Linked DNA regions of Mus musculus: regions 1, 2, 3, 4 and 5 are each linked to region 6. A link is a contact called in public ChIA-PET, Hi-C, HiChIP or PLAC-seq and Micro-C data. All regions are on one chromosome and are shown on one strand. The core of a region is the stretch at or near the end of the contact, and the rest is flanking DNA. Distances in the headings are between cores, read along the strand shown.

What was found. Hi-C and Micro-C count contacts between places; a contact is called where the count stands out from the background. ChIA-PET counts read pairs in DNA pulled down with a chosen protein or histone mark. HiChIP or PLAC-seq counts read pairs in DNA pulled down with a chosen protein or histone mark.
Region 1: a contact with region 6 is called in a Micro-C map of embryonic stem cells, with 2.5 times the contacts expected there. The contact joins the promoter of Dlx3 here to the promoter of Spop in region 6. A contact is called at or near these places in 3 of 484 Hi-C or Micro-C datasets (the G1E-ER4 cell line, LSK cells and embryonic stem cells), 2 of 115 datasets of contacts at active chromatin or transcription factors (embryonic hindbrain and pancreatic cancer cells) and 1 of 9 other capture datasets (adipose tissue).
Region 2: a contact with region 6 is called in a FOXA1 HiChIP or PLAC-seq map of pancreatic cancer cells. The contact joins the promoter of Phospho1 here to the promoter of Spop in region 6. A contact is called at or near these places in 1 of 39 promoter capture datasets (pre-B cells), 4 of 484 Hi-C or Micro-C datasets (the C10 cell line, embryonic stem cells, liver and 1 more), 4 of 115 datasets of contacts at active chromatin or transcription factors (the 230-238 cell line, effector CD8 T cells, memory CD8 T cells and 1 more) and 1 of 9 other capture datasets (pancreatic islet).
Region 3: a contact with region 6 is called in a Hi-C map of liver, with 2.5 times the contacts expected there. The contact joins the promoter of Pdk2 here to the promoter of Spop in region 6. A contact is called at or near these places in 4 of 39 promoter capture datasets (erythroid cells, hippocampal neurons, liver and 1 more), 1 of 484 Hi-C or Micro-C datasets (liver) and 1 of 9 other capture datasets (adipose tissue).
Region 4: a FOXA1 HiChIP or PLAC-seq map of pancreatic cancer cells shows a contact between it and region 6. The contact joins the promoter of 4833417C18Rik here to the promoter of Spop in region 6. A contact is called at or near these places in 1 of 39 promoter capture datasets (pre-B cells), 2 of 484 Hi-C or Micro-C datasets (embryonic stem cells and pre-B cells) and 1 of 115 datasets of contacts at active chromatin or transcription factors (pancreatic cancer cells).
Region 5: an RNA polymerase II ChIA-PET map of effector CD8 T cells shows a contact between it and region 6, with 13 read pairs. The contact joins the promoter of Zfp652 here to the promoter of Spop in region 6. A contact is called at or near these places in 2 of 115 datasets of contacts at active chromatin or transcription factors (effector CD8 T cells and memory CD8 T cells).

What each region holds. Positions count from the first base shown.
Region 1 is chr11:95,118,592-95,121,560 of GRCm38.p6, reverse strand. Dlx3 (distal-less homeobox 3) reads right to left here and starts at 1,444. Exons shown (of 3, transcript NM_010055.4): 1 at 915-1,444. The coding sequence starts at 1,239.
Region 2 is chr11:95,823,117-95,826,137 of GRCm38.p6, reverse strand. Phospho1 (phosphatase, orphan 1) reads right to left here and starts at 1,638. Exons shown (of 3, transcript NM_153104.3): 1 at 1,429-1,638. It overlaps Gm38958 (predicted gene, 38958), which reads left to right and starts at 1,727. Exons shown (of 1, transcript NR_164195.1): 1 at 1,727-2,183.
Region 3 is chr11:95,039,829-95,042,730 of GRCm38.p6, reverse strand. It overlaps Pdk2 (pyruvate dehydrogenase kinase, isoenzyme 2), which reads left to right and starts at 1,360. Exons shown (of 11, transcript NM_133667.2): 1 at 1,360-1,592. The coding sequence starts at 1,475.
Region 4 is chr11:95,857,382-95,860,297 of GRCm38.p6, reverse strand. It overlaps 4833417C18Rik (RIKEN cDNA 4833417C18 gene), which reads right to left and starts at 1,481. Exons shown (of 2, transcript NR_045187.1): 1 at 1,216-1,481; 2 at 1-304. Gm38959 (a long non-coding RNA gene) reads left to right here and starts at 1,847. Exons shown (of 3, transcript XR_880173.3): 1 at 1,847-2,593. It overlaps n-TQttg6 (a tRNA gene), which reads left to right and starts at 1,055; the gene lies at 1,055-1,126.
Region 5 is chr11:95,747,502-95,750,394 of GRCm38.p6, reverse strand. Zfp652 (zinc finger protein 652) reads right to left here and starts at 1,328. Exons shown (of 5, transcript NM_201609.2): 1 at 248-1,328. The coding sequence starts at 1,144.
Region 6 is chr11:95,412,406-95,415,542 of GRCm38.p6, reverse strand. Spop (speckle-type BTB/POZ protein) reads right to left here and starts at 1,460. Exons shown (of 10, transcript NM_001359107.1): 1 at 1,139-1,460.

The sequences.
Region 1 (2,969 bases), core at 195-2,694, 290 kb after region 6:
CGCAGCGACCCAGCCGGACCGGCGGCCGCCCACGACGCGGCGCTCCCAGCTCGGCACCCGGGGCCTCGGAGCGCCGACTCCGGCGCCAGCAACCGACTGGGCGAGGACCGCGCGGCTCGCTCACGACGCCTTCCCGGCTCAGCCACTCTTCTCTGGTGACCCACCTAGCCGCGGTGGCGTCTCCCACTTCTTGTCCCCCCTCCTCCCCATCTCCTTTTAATACGCTTTCTAGTTCAGGATCATTTGTTTCAGGAAAAAATTTGCAAGGACAGTACAAGCGTTTTCTCTGTCTCTTTTCCCTTTCTCTCTGTTTTCTTTTTCTTCCTTCCCTCTTCTTTCCTCCTTTTTCTTTCTTTCCTCCCCGCCCTTTCTTCATTTCCTCTGTTGCTTTCTGCTGTGCGCTTTATCTTACCGCCCCCCCCACATTTCTTTCTCGCCGTCCCCACTTCTCTCTCCGCATCTCTACTTCCCAGTCTCTCCTCCATTTCTGGGACTTCTTTGGGTCTTTCTCCACAAGCCTTTCACTACTCCGGGTTTCCCCTGACGGCATCCAAAAGAAGGGCCCTGGAACCTCCAGTCCTCGCTGACTCCCCTCCAGCTCTCGGCGACCGTCTTTCGTCTCCGGCTCAAGTGCCAGCGGGATGGCAGCATTGAAGGCCCCCATGATCACTCAGAAGGAGCTCCCGGTGGCTCCAGCTGCCCTGGAATCTCCAAGAGACCGCGGCGCACAGTGCGCGCCTCTTCGGAGTGTCGTTCACCCCTCTGGAGGTCATCTAACCCGGTCTCCTCTAATCTCCAACGCTTCCATTTCTTAACCTCGAGTTTCCCTAGATTTCAGCTCCTATTCCCAGACTTCCTCTTGCTTGGGAACCTTAGAGTCCCTCGCACCCTCTCCACAACCCGGGCATCCTCACCTGGGTCCTGGGCAGGCAAAGGCTGCTCCCGGTACGCTCCGTACTGCCTATAGGATCCCCCGTAGGTATATTCCGACTTGGGCGAGTAAGCGCCGGTGCCTGCGAGCCCATTGAGATTGAACTGGTGGTGGTAGGTGTAGGGGTTCACCGTCTGGCCGTAGGGCTGGCCCGAGTAGTAGTCATGCTGAGGAGCGCTGTAATAGCCCAGGTCAGTGACTGTAGATTCGGGCAGGGTGGGCGAGTCCTTGGAGCCCGCATGGCAGCTGAGCGAGCTGGAGATGTCGGTGAGGATGCTGCTGAGCTTGCGATCGAAGGAGCCGCTCATGCTGGCGAGCGCCGCAACACCCCGGGCCTCCTCCGAGGAGCGCCGAACGGGCGGAGGAGCCCAGGTGGGGGTGTGTGTCCAGAGGGCGAGGGCAGGACGCGGTCGCGTCTGGGGGAGGGGGTGGCCGAGGGGCGCTTAGACCATCGCCGGCTGTCGGTCAGTCGCTGCGTGCCTCTCTCCGCGTCCCAAGCCACAGTCAAATGCTGCCAGCTCCGCCCGGCCAGCCGGTTATAGACTCAATGTTGGAGTCGCCGAGGGAGGCTCCTGCGCGCTGATTGGCTGCAAGTCTTGCCTTCGAGGCAAAACACGCTCGCGCTTTCTCACTGGCTCCCCCAACCCTCTCAACCCTCTTTGTTGTTACCCCTAATACACACACACACACACACACACACACACACACACACACACACACTCCCCCCAGCGCCACTGTGTTCCTCCTATGCTCTACCTCCGATAAATCCCCCAAATGTGCGGAGGGGTTGGCTGTGCGGAGCCCCCAGGATCTACTAATCGGTCTGTTTTAGTGGCCAGGGGTGGGCTTAGGTGAGATGAGGAAGGAGGGGAATTTACCCATTGGGTGTTTGTGGAAGGAGGTGGTCCTTAATGATGTATGTGTGGTCTATGCAAATGACAGACAGAAAGTGGCAAAGACCCAGGGTCCATGAAAATATTTTGATCACTTTTAAAATTGGAAAAAAAGGTTGGACTATATAAATATATTATATTTTTGTTTTGTTTTGTTTTGTTTTTTGTTGTTTTTTTTCGAGACAGGGTTTCTCCGTATGGCCCTGGCTTAATATGTTATCTTAATGACACTGCAGATGTGAAATATAAAATTTTAAATTCTGAAGGAAGAGTCTCACCAAGCAAGAACACCTTGGGCCTGCAAGTCCCTACTGGAGCAAGGCTGTATGGATTTAGGGGCTGCTTTAGAAGACAGAGGTACCCCCAGCTATATGTGTGCCCTTTCATGAATGGAAGAGCCACGAGGCAGTCAGTCCCTATGAGGCTGGCTTTCTGTGTTCTTCAGGAAGTCTGGAGGCAGGGTCCACTCAGTCTGGGACAGCTCTTAGGAGCACAGACTTTGTTAGGGGTGAAAGATCTATGTTACATCTTCCGCAAAATACACAAAATACAGTGTGTGCAAGAGTGCCCGTGAGAACCTGTGTGCATGAGAGTGTGTCTCTGTATGTAGTGTGAGGCAGTGGAAGTGTAGGGTCCTGAATGACCGACCTGTGAGCTGGGTATGCCCAAATGTGCATAGATACATGCTCAGATCCATCTATCTCCAATAGACAGGAGCCATGTACTTCACTCAATTTCTTCTGTCCATGGAGGCCCCAATGAAGATGTTTCTCACCTTGGAGCAATCTCCAACCCCCCTAGTCTTGTCTGGCTCTCAAAGTCCAGTTCCCGGGTAATATTTACTGTTCTGGGTGCCAATCTCATTTCTCTATTGCATCTCCACTTCTGCTCCCAAACCTATCCTTGGAGGAAGGAGGCTTCTCCCAATTTTAATTCTTATTTCCCCCTCCATCCCCAGGCCTTCCCTACACACCTCGAACCTTCTATTTCCCCTGCCTTTGCCTAGCCAGGACACAGTGCCAGCGCACCACCTCGTGGTTTTCCGGAGTTCTGCAACTTGCCTTAAGGCTGCATTAAGGAGGAGGTAAGCAGGCAGACAGGAAAGGGGTCTCATTCTGCTTAGATTGTTTAGGGGCCGCAGTCAA
Region 2 (3,021 bases), core at 389-2,888, 410 kb before region 6:
GGCAGAAGCAGAGAGGCAGAGGCAGAGAGGCAGAGAGGCAGAGAGGCAGAGAGGCAGAGAGGCAGAGAGGCAGAGGCAGAGGCAGAGGCAGAGGCAGAGGCAGAGGCAGAGGCAGAGGCAGAGGCAGAGAGGCAGAGGCAGAGGCAGGTGAAACTAAGTTAGAGGTCAGCTTGGTCTACAGAGTGAGTTCCAGGACAGCCGGTACTACACAGAGAAACCCTGTCTAGAAAAACAAAGCAACAAAAAATTCTGTGTGACCACCAGAGTCCCCGTGGAGAACAGGACAGGACCTTTGAGTTTCTCCCACATGCTAGAGCAGCCAGGAGGCAAACTTTTGGGGGCTGAGGGAAGTCCTTTTCTAGTCTCATCTAAGATCAATGTTTGCAGCCCTGATTCCCTATCACAGCCCCTGCCTGCTCCTTTGATACAAATACTTTTAGGTTAGATCTGTGGGAAGTCGGGGTAGGGGTGTGTGTGTGTGTGTGTGTGTGTGTGCACTAACTTAAGTCTAAGCTTGAAATTCTCCTAATGGGGGAGAGGGTAGAGCCCATAGGAAAGTTTGGGGAGTTTTCCACAAGAAACATGCAGACTGAGAGTGGGGGTGAGCACTTAAAAACTGTCAAGCCCTCTCTGCTTCAAGAATAAGTATGCCCATCACTAGAAATTAGATCTGACAATTAAGCTAGGATTCCTGCCCCCAACACTCGCAACTTCACAAACTCCTTTCTTGTTCATTAACCCGTAATGGGCAAGGGAGGGGGTGCAGAGAGGTCCAGCTTACATCACACAGCATCAGAAATAGGATTAAAACTCAGGGATCTCTACTGCCTCTTGAAGAAATTACCTGAACTCCGGAGGCTCTGTATGTTCCCTGTCCTAGCTAGTCTGCGCCCCGGTGCCAGTGAGGAATCTGGGACTAGGCGTCACCTCTGGGGTCCCCTGCCTGGGGTGGACAAGCAGAGGTGATTCTTACTGGGTAGGGGCAGGGAGATGGCAGCTGCCGGTGGGGTAGCAGGAGAGATATTTTTAGAGGTGACTGGAAAGCAGGCACTCTGGCACACCCCCAGCTGGCGGGCGCTTCGCTCTAATGCGGGCGGGGGGTGCGTAGCTCGGGGAGAAGGAAGGACTTGTGGGTGGCGGGGAGCTATGACAGTCCCCGGAGATGAAGGGACACTGGGTACCATTAACCTGGGAAAGGAGGGGGTTCAGTTCTCTGCCCCTGGGACTACCCCACCACCAAGCACATGAAACACACTCAAACTACACACAGCCCCCACCCCAACATTTAGATCGCGGTCCTCCCGGAGCCCAAGACTCATGCGGGGCAGCAGCGGTCACGCTGTCTGTCCCAGCTGAGTTTGGAGTGGAAGTAGTGGGAAGGGGGCTACTTAAGGGATTTAGGGACAGGATGGAGCAAGGGGTGCTTACGGGATTTGGGGGGTACGCGGTCTTATCCACCCCCGGATTTCTGAGCTCCGGCTCACGAATCCCTCCAGCCCCGAGGGACTGTGGATGATGTGCTTCTGCTCCGTCCCTTCCACCTGCCCCCCATCCTCGGGGCCGCCGCCGCGTCCCCTTTAAATGCCGGGGAGCCAGAGCCCGAGCCGCGGCGGGCGCTGCGGCAGCCGCAGCACCCGGGCCCACCGCAGTCCCCGCACGTCACAAGCGCCCAGCCAATCACCGTGGCGCCGGCGCACATCAAAGGGGCGGGCTGCCCGGGAGCCACGCCTCCGGGCTGTCCCGGAGGCCGCGCGAGCGGCCGTGAGACTGGGCGGGCGGGACGGGTGGAGCGTGGCGCGTCCCGTCCGAGGAGCGTGGGTGCGGGGCACCCTCTGCGTGCGCGTGGGCACGTGCGTGAGTCAGTGTCACACTGCCCGCCTCCTGCTGGGCTCGGCGCCAGGACTCTGCAGGCAGCCCTTCCACCGCCCGGCTTCCCTCCTTGTCGCGGGACAGCCGGGTGACCGGCCCGCCAAGCAGCCCTCCCTCCATGTGCTCCGAGCTCGCCCTCTGCCCTTCCGGGAGGAGTCGCGGCATCCTGCCGAGTCCTCGGAACCCTGTCCCCAAATTACCGGGTACTCGGGCTTGCCGATGGAAAAGCTCTCCCAATCCAGCACCGCCTAAACTCGGAGTTGGAGAACCGACACTTGAGCACTGTGGTGCAAATAAAACCCGCTTTCTCCCAAGTTCCCGCTCTTCCTCTCTGGCGAGCTTTCCCTTCCTTCCCACCCCTCAGAACACTAGATTACGATTAAAAGAGAGGAGGTGAAACCTGCACTTTCTGAACCGGTGCGACGAACCCAGGAGAAAAGACTTGTCCAAGAGTTCGAACACAAGGACACCTCACTTCAGTCACAGAACAGGATCTGTGGGTGAGGAGGTGCACCCTGGCCTGGGTCTACCTTCAACTCTCCTATCATCCTCTAGCTTTGAATACCAGAGCTCCGTGCTTCCACCAGCAGAAGGCAGATTGGCAGAAAAGTTGCCGATACGATGGACCACCCGCCCAAATCTTTGAGGGCGACGTCTCCATTGCCCCTGCTCCCTCTCTAACACGCCAGCGCCCCTTCACCTCTTTCCTGAAGTCCAAGGGCTACCGGTGTTTATTCTACCTAGCTCTACCTAGCGGTGCTCAGGCCCTGGGCCTTTTATCTTGAGTCGGGGTGGGAGGGTGGGTCTCTTATAATTTGTTGCTACCTATTCTAGGCCCGACCCTGAGCTCCTAAATCTCCTGCTTCCATGTCCAATTTGATGGATTAAAGGCCCGAGTCCCCACACCCTGCAATCCCTCCTCTTAAAGAAGCAGTTTCATCTCCACACCCTTCTCAAAGACAGGCTCACACAGCCTTCATCATCTGTGTTGTATCTGTTCTCGGCCCTCCAATGCCCCCCAGACCCCCCCCCCCTTTGAGACAGTTTCCTGTCGCCCAGGCTAGTAATGGGCCTTGCTGTATAGTCCAGAATGACGGTCTACTCCCGAGTTCCTGCCTCTACCTTCTGAGCGCTGGGATTAAAGGCATGTGT
Region 3 (2,902 bases), core at 111-2,610, 370 kb after region 6:
TGTGTGTGTGTGTGGGGTGGGGGGGTTGAGGATCAAACCCATAGTCTTGCATATTCTAGGAAAACACTCTATTACTGAGTTACTACCAGCTCAAACCCACCTTCTCTACCTTTTGGAGAAAAGATCTTACTAAATTACCCAGGCTGGACTTAAACTCACACTGCCTCAGGTGGGCCTTGGACAGATCTCCTCCTGCCTCAGCCTCCAAGAGGAGCACCAGGACTTCCTAAAGGCCAAACCTCAATCCTGTCTGTGCTTCACAGGGCCATAGTAAAGGCCGGGAAACCACTGGATAATCAATAGTAATGAACCTAGGAAGGCCCAGAGAGTGGGGCACATACCAAGTTTTACCAAAAGAGGGCGCATGACATTTCTCAGGGAAGAGGCAGGGAACTGCTAGGAAGACTGGGCTGGGCTCCCAAGCCGCTAACCACTAAGATGCCTTAGCTCCTGGGGACTCGCAATAAGGAAGCCAGCGGCACAGACAGTTGCTCGTCTCGGGTTAGGTGCACAGAAGGTTACCTTCTTAGGTGGTTGTGCAAGACGCGCAAGGTTTTATGCTCAGTCAAATGAGCGAGGTAATAATAAAATGGAACTTAACTAAAATTAGCACTGACCATAGCTCCTGCTCCCGCCTCTGCCAGTCCTAAGGGGGTTTGGCTCTGGCTGTTTTTGTTGTTGTTTTCCAAGTACCAGAGATCAATACAGGGCTTCATGCATACTGAGCAAGTGCCATGCCTTCTGAGCTACATTCCCACCCTGATATCGGATCTTTTTCGAAAGAGAGAGAGAGAGAGAGAGAGAGACCTTTTCTTGGGCTTTTTGGATATTTATGGAAGTCAGCGGGTTGCACGCATATAGGATAGCTTAGTATAAGCTCGCATACTGGTTTCGGATTTTGCAAGTGTTCATTCTGGGTCCATCATAGGAGTGAGAAACCACTGTGAGCCCCTATAGCAGAGCAGGTAAGCAGGTTGTCAGGTCAAACAGGTGCCTTTAGGAAAGGGACAGGGCAGGGAAGGGAGGTTTTAAAGAAGGAGACAGGGGAAAGAACCAGGGAAAGTAGAACGTCAAACGAAGGGTTAGCGGGACTCTGGGGAAGAAAGGGTTAACTCGGGGCTGGCCCCCAAGAAGTGTAGTTGGCGACAGGAGGCGGGACTTGAGCACAGCCCAGGAAAACAACAGGCCGTCTCCAGCACCTTCACGGTTAAGGAGGTGGGCCTCGAGGAGAGCCACGTGTCGAAGCGCAAGGCTATTGGTTCTCCCAGAGTTGTTTGTGCGCGCCCATTGGCGACGTCGGGGCGCCGGGACAAGCCGATTGGCTAGGCGTTGGAGGCATCGCCAGGGCAAGGGTAGGGAGGAGGCGGCCGAAGCCCGTCTCCCGGCTAAGCTGGGCCGAGCTGACGGCCGGTGCCAGCGCCTCCAGCCCCGGGACAGCAGCGAGATCCAAGCCCGAGCCGCAGGCGCCGTCGCCATGCGCTGGGTCCGGGCGCTGTTGAAGAATGCGTCCCTGGCAGGGGCACCCAAGTACATCGAGCACTTCAGCAAGTTCTCCCCGTCCCCGTTGTCCATGAAGCAGTTTCTAGACTTCGGTACGGAGTCGGCGTAGGCGGGCACCGGGGGCTGTGGGCGCGGGGAAGGAGACCCTGGCAATGAGAGGTTAACATCGGAGGAAGAGGTCCTGGGTGGTAGGAGGGTTGGCTTGGAAGAGTATGGACAGGAATGGGTAAACGGCGAGGCCAACCTGGCTGCCCACAAAGAGTTAAGAGTGCCCCCTTCACAGTTAACTAAGAATGGGGGCGCGGAGAAAGCGTTGCGAGGGATCGTGGAGAGTAAGAGACAGTGAGGGCATAGGACCCTATCCAGACATGATAGAGTTAGTGGGAGATCCCGGCCACTGAGAGTGGGCAGCCAAGAGTAAACAGGAGACGTGCTGTTGGAGTGCTAAGGAGATTCAGCCATCTGGAAGACCTGTGCTGTGCACGAAGGGCGGGGTACTTCTGAACAGAGCAAGGGAGAAAAGCCAGGGCAGGTGGGAAGGGGGCCCCTTGAAGTAGGAGGTGCTAACAGGGGAACTCCCCTGACTGGTGAGCCTCCACCCACTGCAGCTGCCCACTGGGCAAGGACACTTGAAGATCAAATCTGTTCTGACCTGGCAGCGGTTCCTAGCTGGGCAGAGCCCAACTTACCATGAGGTAGTCAGGTGGCTTTCACCCTCCTATGGCTACCCCTGGGTTTCTGAAGATCACCCACTCGGTGTTCTGAGGGTGGAGGTGGCTTTGGGGCAGGAGAAAGCTTTGCGGAGTGGAGGATGGAGACGTTGTGTGGCCCCCATCTGTCTGCAAGGTATTCCCTGGTGCCAGCTGGTGTAGGGAGTGGACCCAGGTCTCTCAAGAGTTGGCTGTGTCACAGGCAGGAGGACAGGAAGATGGCCGACAGGACTTGGGCACCTGTTTTCCAGGATATGCCTTGTTACTCCCTGTTCAGTTGGAGTTGTGAGCTTTGCTTGTGTAGGAAATCCTCCAGGGCCCACTCCAAGTCCCCGCCAAATGAATGCCACAGCTAGAAGGGACTTGGCCGTAGTTCGGTCCACCTATCTGGGGAAAACTGCTGATGATATACAGTAAGTTACAGAAGCATCGCCTGCTGTTGATCCTAGGTCTCCTGTCTCTAGCTGACACAGCTCATTCCTCTACTGCCTGTTAATCTTGACCCTGGACCAAGGTCCCCATTTGCCTCACAGATGGTCATTAACATGGCCAATTCTACATTGGCATTCATCTGTCTCCTCAGCCTAGATGAGATGGCCTGCCTCAGGGATAATGCTGAGTTCCTACAGTCCTGGGAACCTAGTCCTAGCACCCCATGGAGAAAAGGATTTCTTAGGTGCCTCTGCACCCTG
Region 4 (2,916 bases), core at 232-2,731, 440 kb before region 6:
TACCCACATCTGCTCCCAGCCTTCTGGGCAGAAGACACGTCATACATCTCTCTCACTAAACAGACATTCCTGTGTAGTTAACATTCCTGGTGTCCCTAGTGCTTATCTGAGCCTCGCACACAGGTTATTTCTTAAACTCTTGTAGAGGACTTATACAATAGCCATCATTATGGGGCCAAGCCTCACTATATTATAATAAACAATACATAGTCCAGAGCATCCTTGAAGCAGCCTCGAGGCACAGATGGATGTCCACTAGGGTAATGCTCCGAAGGTGAACTGCTGAGTCAAAGTGTTGACTGACCTGCAGAAACACATTTAGGGAAAATGAAAGACTAGACAGTGCAGAAGTGGGGATTTTGTTGTTGTTTTGCGGGATATGTGTGTGTGTGCGCGTGGTGTGTTGAATGGTGGGTGTCTGTTGTTAAAATTCTGACTGGGTTTTTCTAAGGATCGGCACACTAGAAGTTTCGGTAGTCCGGCCTTTTGAAGCGCGGGGGGAAGTGCTGAATTGGAAGCGCCAATCTCCCTACAGATAATTTGCATAGCGCGGAGCAGGGGCTGCGGCATCCACGTGCGGCGCACTCTCCAGCATCCCCGTCTGTACCCCAGGTTTCGTCCGGGGTTTGAACGGCTGTGCCACCACGTGCCAGTCCGCGTCCTTCCCCGCTGGGCCAAAGCGTCCTAGCCACAGCCCTCCTGATATAAACGCAGAAAACAAGTAGAAAGCCCAGGCTGCGTGCGCCGAACCTCCTGCCCGGAGTCCGGGACCGGAGCCGGCTTTCTCCGGACTTGGTCCGATCGGACGACCAGCCGCCCTCGAGACTTGGGGTCAAGAGCCGGGACCCTTGGAGGATCACCGGAAGAGGTGACAGACACCTCGGGGCCCATGAACGTTTGGAATTCGTAAGGACATGAGAATCTCGGTGGTTCCGTGTCTGCCCGCCATCGCGGCCACCGGCCACGGGCCCAAGCCAAGTGTAGCGAAGCTTAGAAAAGGTTGCCCAACGTCATGTGGCTTGAGAAGGCTGCCGGGCGCCTTAAGCCGCCAGCAGGTCCCATGGTGTAATGGTTAGCACTCTGGACTTTGAATCCAGCGATCCGAGTTCAAATCTCGGTGGGACCTCACTGAACCTTTTTTTGGCCTTAGAATCCCTGTTTTGGGGCCTGCAGGAAGTAGCAACCAACCCGAGCCTCCGCAGGGAATGCACTGACCTGTAGAATGGACGTTCAGCTTCCCTCCCTGTGTCTCAACACGATTACATTTCAGGAACAGCCTGGGCTGGGAGGCACTGCGCACGCGCGCCGAGTCGGGCGGAAAAATAAACGAGTTGATGGAAGACTGAACATAACTTTACCCAGGAGGGAAAACGAAAGAACCCGAAGGATCCCGAGGCTTTCCTGTCTGAGTACCGCTGCACACACCGCGCCTCGGAGTCCCCGCCCCCTACCCTCTGATTGGCTGCTGTGCAGAACGCGCGGTAGGATTGCTTTGTGAGCCGCGAATGAAGTGGCCGGACGGGGCCGGGGGGCGGGTAAGTGGTGCCAGGGGACCTCTGATTGGGTACAAGAGAGCGATTCCCCGAGGCTTGTGCGTTTAGGGGTCATAAACCCGTGTTTTGGTTCTGCATTGCTCACCCAGCGAGGTTGTGTTTCAATTAGACAACAGTCACTTAGTCAGGCTGGCAGGCGATCAGTACAGTTTCTCACCGTCCATGAGGTGTTTCTCCGAGAGAAGGGCAGGAATCGCTAAGGATTTCTTTAGCTGCATCGCGCCGCGGGTGGAAAATATGTACAGGGAGTATTGTATCTTCTTTGGATTAAGATCTGGGATTTGTGTTCGTCCCTGTGGGATAAATGACGAGGGAGCCTGCTGACGCATTATGGTCTCCCTACAGAGTGATTGGCACGGTGGCTATAGGTTCTCACCCTTGGGAGGATGCCATGGAAACCAAAAGGAGCCTCTCCCGACTCTCCGATTAATTCTCTAAGCATGCCTCTTGCAGACACAACCCACGCACTCTTTAAAACATCTGAATGGATCAGTTTGAATGAACCATCGCAACCTCAAAAAGATCAAGACGTGAGAGGAGGCACACTTGCGCTACCAGAAAATAAAGATGCTTGTTAACTGTACATTAAAGAAATTAAGATAATGTCTGGATGGATAAACATACCGATGGAACAGAATAGGGAAGCAAGATGCAGCCTCACCTTTATGCATAGTTTATAATAACAAAGGTGTCACAAATTTAAATAATAATAAAAGGTAGCACAACAGAGTTAGGGGAAAGGACCTACTTGACATCCTGCTGTGTGCTTGCTTATAGGGAAAGAATATGAAATCGGATTCTTGTTAACACTAAACACAGCAGAAAGTCCCAAGAGAATTGTTGACCTGAAAGTGACAGAAGCGGTGAGCTTGGCTGACGACATAGGGGAATGCCTACACCTCAGTTTAAACAAAGCCCGAATAAAACGCACAGACGAGGACTGTGCTACTCCAAGTACCATCAGAAGAGTGAAAATATCTGGGCCTGTTGCTCAATGGTGAACTGCAAGGCACTCAGGGCCTGGCATACTAAGAGAAAAGGTAAGCCACAGACTAGGGATATGCATGTGTAATGCATAAATAGCAAATAAATCTAAATAAATTCTCAAAGCCTGTAAGAAAACTGCCTGCCGAAAAATAGCAAAACCTGTGCTAGGGGCATAGCTCAGCAGGTAAAGAGCTTGCATGCAACCATGCTGGACCTGAGCTCCATCCACAGAACTCATGTCAGAGCTGGGCATGCTGGGGATTGTAGTCCTAATGCTGGGGAAGTGAAGGCAGAAGGGTCATTGGCCAGCCAATGAGAGAACCTGTCTTTAGAAAGAAAGAAAACACCTCACATTGACCCTGGCTTCCACATTCAT
Region 5 (2,893 bases), core at 79-2,578, 330 kb before region 6:
CAGTCAGTCATCTATAACCAATCCCCCTTCCAGTGCACCTGGTTCTCACTAATCCATCGTCAGTTAAGTGTAATGCTTTTGAAAGACAGGATTAAGCCTTGGTTTTGAAAAGACCCAAGCAGCAGAGTCTAAAGTGATAATTGGTGAAATCTGTCCCTTCAGCCTCTATCCTCTTGGGCAGACACCAGATGACTCTGAACAGCCAGGTCCTAGCCTGGAAACTTTGCCCTCCGCTGGTGAGACCTACCTGAATGTTTTTTTCACAGTCTGTTTGCTGGTGAAGGGACAGCTCACTTTCCAGGACAAACTTCTTGCCACATTTATCACAGATCTGCATGCGCCTGTGAGTAACGTTCATGTGCTTCTCCAGGTACCAGCGAGTATTAAACACCCTGGGGCACTTCTCACAGGTCAGAGTCTCTTTCTCTTCACACTTAGCTTTCTGAACTGGCGCTTTAGCCTCCTTGGTGGCCCGCTTCTTCCTCTTGGGTAGCTCTGCACTTTTCCTACGGCCTCGAGTTGTGCGGGGTGCAGGGGAAGTGGTAGCTGCGGCAGCAGAGGCCGCTCTCCGGGTTCGCCTCTGTGTAACCCTGACTCTCTCCACTTGCTTCTCCTTTTTCTTCTGCCGTCCGTTCTCTCCGTAGTCACTGCTGTTATCTGTGGCCTCCTCCTCAGTCTCTTCCTCGTCTTCCTCACTGCTTGTCTTAAGGACAGGCGTCTCTTTGGACTGGGAAGAGACACCCTTTTCCCCTTTAGAGACATTTAATGTTTGGTTATTAAGGTTTACCTCCACTATGATCTGCTCCCTTTTGTAAGAGACTTCCTCCTCCTCTTCCGTGTCATCAGAATTCTCCCGGTCTTCCTTGACAGTATGCACATCAGACACTGCCCTTGGCTCCCTGAAATATGGCTGCTCCTCCGTCTCGTGGAGATGTGGTTTGCTCATCTTGGTGTCTGCTAGCACAGAGTAAGGGCTTCCAGACTCCCTTTTATACACTTTGGTGGACAGGTCGAGCTCCTGGCTGGCACCATGGTAGAAGGTGGGTGGCGCCTGACTTCGATGGCTCTCTTCCTGGGCCATTCCTTCTGCATGCACTGCACAGGGTTCAACCAGCTCCGGACAAGGACTGGCTGTGTAGCTCATTAGGAAGTGGCCCAGTTCAGACGACACAGAACACCTTGAAAACAGGGCAATTAAGACTCAAATCTTTCTCCCTCCACGGAGAACTAACTACTCAAGAAGTGAGAATAAGAAACTCCTGCAGCCTGCATGCAGTTCTTCCTGTGTCACAGCACCACCGCCACCTTAAGTCAAAAAGGGCTGTTCTTACGGCAGGCGCAGAGCACTCCTCGTCTTCTTTCGAAGAGAACTGCAGGGGACTTGGAGCATCTTGTCTATAAAGAGAAAAAAAAATGAGGGAAAAAATTATATCACCATATTCTTCTTAGGCCATGGAATTCCTCACAACACACAAAATTTAAAATCATTACATTCCATACACTTTGATTCATTATTCTCCTCAAATGGTTTGAAATGGATATTATTTTACAGGCTTGTATGAGTCCCCAATTTCAGTTAGAATGTAAATTCTATCATACCAAGAGCCATATCTGTCAAATTCACCAAACTATCTTTAAAGCAGACAGCATGTGTTTGATGAAGAAATACCTACTACCACATGATGTCTGCCACACTGGATGCTGCAGGGTCTGCTGGTATCAGTCTCATGATACAAAAGGCCATGAAACACTCAAGGGAGTCATACTGGCAGTTTCCTTCAGCATCAGCCACCACATCTACCAGAGTGAGAACCCACACACAAGGGCAGCCACATGGGCACTGCAGGCCACAGAACTAGAGCAGCTAACTGGCACAACCACACAAGGAAACCGACCTGGCCTTTAATAATTATAAATGAACCGTCACCATAACTTGCCTCAGCTATGGGAGCACCGCTGAGGCGGTTGACACTTGGTGCACAGCCATGCTACAACTGGGTGACTTTTCATGTGTCAGTTGCAGAGAAGTCAAAATTCTGAGAATCAGTCACCACCAGGTCGGCACGGTTCTAAGAAAACTAAAACCATCCATGAAAAAACAATGACGGGCATACAATCTGCTTGCAGCATGCTTATACTGCTATTTTGCCAGCTACCCTGCAGCTGAGTCATACAAATGACAATGGAGGACCTGTATAGTCGAGTTGACAAAAGGAAGGAAAACAGTATTTACTGAATGTCTGTCATGTGATGGGCACCAGAGACATTTTTATTATTCAGCATCTACTTAGTACCTACTGCAAAACTTTGGGGCTAATTTTTAATTAATTAAAATAAGCAAAGCTTAACTTTCCCCCTTCTTCCTCCTGAGATGAGGGTCTCACTATGTAGCCGGGCTGTCCTGGAACTTGTTGTACAGACGAGGCCACCTGGTCTCACAGAGTTCTGCCTACCTCTGCCCCCCGAGGCCTGGGATGAATGATATGGCTTTTTCTTAATATATTGGTTCTACTCGGCTGAAGTGAGTGAAATCTTGCTACGAAATAACCTTAGTAAGAAACTGTTCAGTACACTTGACGCTGAACTGCTATGTAACTTTAACAGGTAACAGGAGTCACTCAGACCCTGCTGAGCTGCTCTACATAAAGCGAATACACTGTTAGGGAAGAGAACATGTAACCAACGAGGCTCATAAAGAGACCAATAAATACGGTTACTTCTAACCTGACTCTGGTACTGTCGATCCTAAACTGTAGCAACAATAGTCCACTAATAATAGTCCACTTAAATTGTCCATTAATGCAAAAAGTGGGAGCCAAGCAGCAAACTACACAACTGTAAGGTCTGGCCAATTCTCTAGTTTATAAATAATCAGAGGATTTGCATTTATACA
Region 6 (3,137 bases), core at 211-2,710:
TTTTTGGAACTTGCCAATATGAAAGAATTAGTGCTCAAATTATTTGAAACTAATACTTCTGGACAAGTTGTTCAATTGTTTCTGATTACCCCTGTTTCCATATTGTCACAGAATGTACAACTAAACTGTACAACTAAATGTATAACTAAACTGAAACGCTATGGAAGAACTTACACACACACACACAATGAACCAAAAAGGTCCCACTAAGTAAAAGGGCTGAAATGAAGCTACTGATTGACAGCTTGATTTCTGTTTTGTTGTTACCTCAAGTCTGTGTGTGGCACTTATCCCTTCCTTAGCTACTCTGTAAAGGCAACTCAGAATTTTACTAAAGAGAAATTCCCACCTTAGTTTCTTTTTTAATGGACCTTTTAACAAATCCTTTTTAACAAGACTATCAAAATCCCCTGCCAGAATAACGAGTTGGACTTACTCCTAAACTTAGGGGAAGTTTGTAGTAAGGTTTCAGCATGACGACGGGAGTGGTGGAAAGGGAAGTAATACTAGAAGTAGAAGTAGCAGTTAAGTTTCAAAAAGAAGGGTCAGCGTGGGACACGTTGGCTCTAGGAGGCGTTGGTAGCCTGGGAGTCTCTAGGGCAACACCAGATGCAAATAGTGCTTTGTCCTTAAATCCCTCGCATAATTTAAATTCTCCCTCTCGGATCGGAGCGACAAGCTCACTATTGGGTGGCAAGTCTAGCGAAGAAGGCGGGCTCGTGGTCAAGGGGCTCTTTATCCCGCAGGTCCCTGCAAAACAGCAATGCGCATGCGTCCTGAAGCAGCGACCAGGCACCCGGAGCTCCTTCACATTCGAGCATGCGCAGTTCCCCATCTCGCCGCAGGCGACAGCTCACTATTTGGCAAGGGGGATGGGGTTGGGGATATGATGGTGAGGGAGGCAGGAGGCAGGGGGCGCGTTTGTGTTTCCAGAATGCTTGAGGTAGGAAGAACGGACGGCTGACTAGGCTCTGGCTTCCTCGGGCCAGGAAACCAACATAGGAAATGGGGCAGAGAATAGTACATTAGGAAAAGTGTGTGTTGTGGGGGAGGGTTTAGTCACTTCTCAAGGAAAAACCCCGCACCCCAACAGGCCAACCCCTTCTTCGACTCTTGACACACACATACACACACTCACCTGAGAACGGCGGCGACAGCTGCTGGTCCCTGTCCCCCTGCGCTCGCCTCATACTGCCCGCAACATCCGGGACCTGCGGGACCGCCGATACACAAATACACTCTTGGAGCGCGCACACACATACAAACACATACACACACATACACACACACACATACACACATACACACACACACACCACACACACACACACACCACACACACACACACCACACACACACACACACACACACATACACACACACACACACACACATACACACCGACACACACCGGCCTGGGCGTCCTGTCGTCAGCACGTCGACGCAGCGAGCGCGTACCCGCCGGGCCCCACCCCGCGCGGCCTCCTCCCCCCAGCTTCCCGCCCCGCCCCACCCCGCCTCGCCCCGCCCCGTCCTGCCCCGCCCCACCCCGTCCCGCTCAAGACTCTCCAGCTCCTCCTCTTTTAAGACTCCGCCTACCTTCCCTAGTGCGCAAGCGTCGCGAGGTGGTGCCAGGGCCCGGGAATTTGGGCGGAAGGCGGAGCCAGAGTGGAAAGAGGCGGGAACTCGGAGGGGGTCGCGTGCAGCGCGCAGAAGTTCGCGCTGAGGTGCGAGGCCAGAATGGAGGAAGGAAGCTGAGATCCAGGGACCGGGTGGGTGGAGCAGCAACAGGCATTTCGCAACTGAAACCTAGTTGTGCAGTTTGTGGATTACCGATGACTTAGCTCTTACTTTCTTTTTTAGGCAACTCTCAGCTAAAATACTTTTTAAAGAACTTTTAACATGTGTTTTAGTTTGTTTTATTTTTTGAAATAGGGTCTTGCTCTATAGGATTGGTTGACCTAGCACTCTCTTTGTTGACAGGCTGGCCTTAAATTCATAGAGATCCATGTCCAATAAGCCTAGCCTGCAAATGCTAACATTTATAAGGTACTTTGCTAGAGTACTGTGAGGCACACCTTTAACCCCAGAACTCGGGAGGCAGAGGCAGGAGAAGCTCTGTGAATTTAAGGCCAGCTTGGTCTACTTACTGAGTTCACAGTCAGCTAGAATTACAAGGTGATACCGCGTCTTGAAAACTAAATAAATTAGCATTTGACAACAATAACCAAAGAGCTGTTCTTTCTGGGAAAGGCAGAAGGGGTGTGTGTGTGTGTGTGTGTGTGTGTGAGAGAGAGAGAGAGAGAGAGAGAGAGAGAGAGAGAGAGAGAGAGAGACCCAATGGAGAGGAAGCTGATTCTGTGACAATTCCTTGGCTAAGCCATCCGGGTCCCCAGTCTGTCTCATGTCTTAGCTCCCATGGACCAAAAGTGATTCTGGAGTTGGGTAGAATTGTCTCAGAGCATCTTGGCCCTGGAAGAAAACAGTCATCTTTGTGTTACATTCTTCGATTACCTTAAACTTAAAAGAAAATATTTTATTACTGAATCAAGCTCTCAAAAGCAAAAGCAGACTGCCTCTTGCATACACATATCAAGCACACACCTAGCTCTGAGAGATCAACCCAGTGACCCTGTGGGTCATGAGGTAACAGGGTTGCAGCCTAATTGAGAGCTGCTTCCTGGCACCCTACTGCTTTCCAGGCCTTGGGACAGTCTCCAGGAGACTCTGCTCCTATCTCTTGCCACATGCTCCTTGGCACCCAGTGGCTGGTGAGCCTGTTCAGCAGGGAAGGCTGGCAGCCCAGGAACCAAGCCACTGGGTTTGGAAAGAACCCCGACAGTGCCGGGAGGCTTTCCACTTTCAAGTATAGAAGCAGACCCCGTAATCCCCATATGAAATATCCTAGGAATTATAAGCAAAACCTTCCAAACCCTTGGGGCCTTACACAACCTAGATTCTAGATGAAATTGCTCTTATTGGTTTTTTTTTTCTCTGCTTTATTTTGAGGGTTTGGGGTTTTGAGATGATCTCACACAGTCCAGGCTGACCCCCCCCCCCCCCCACACACACACACACACAGCTCACTACGTAACAGAGGCTGGCTTTGAGCTCCTGATCTTATGCCTCTACCTTCT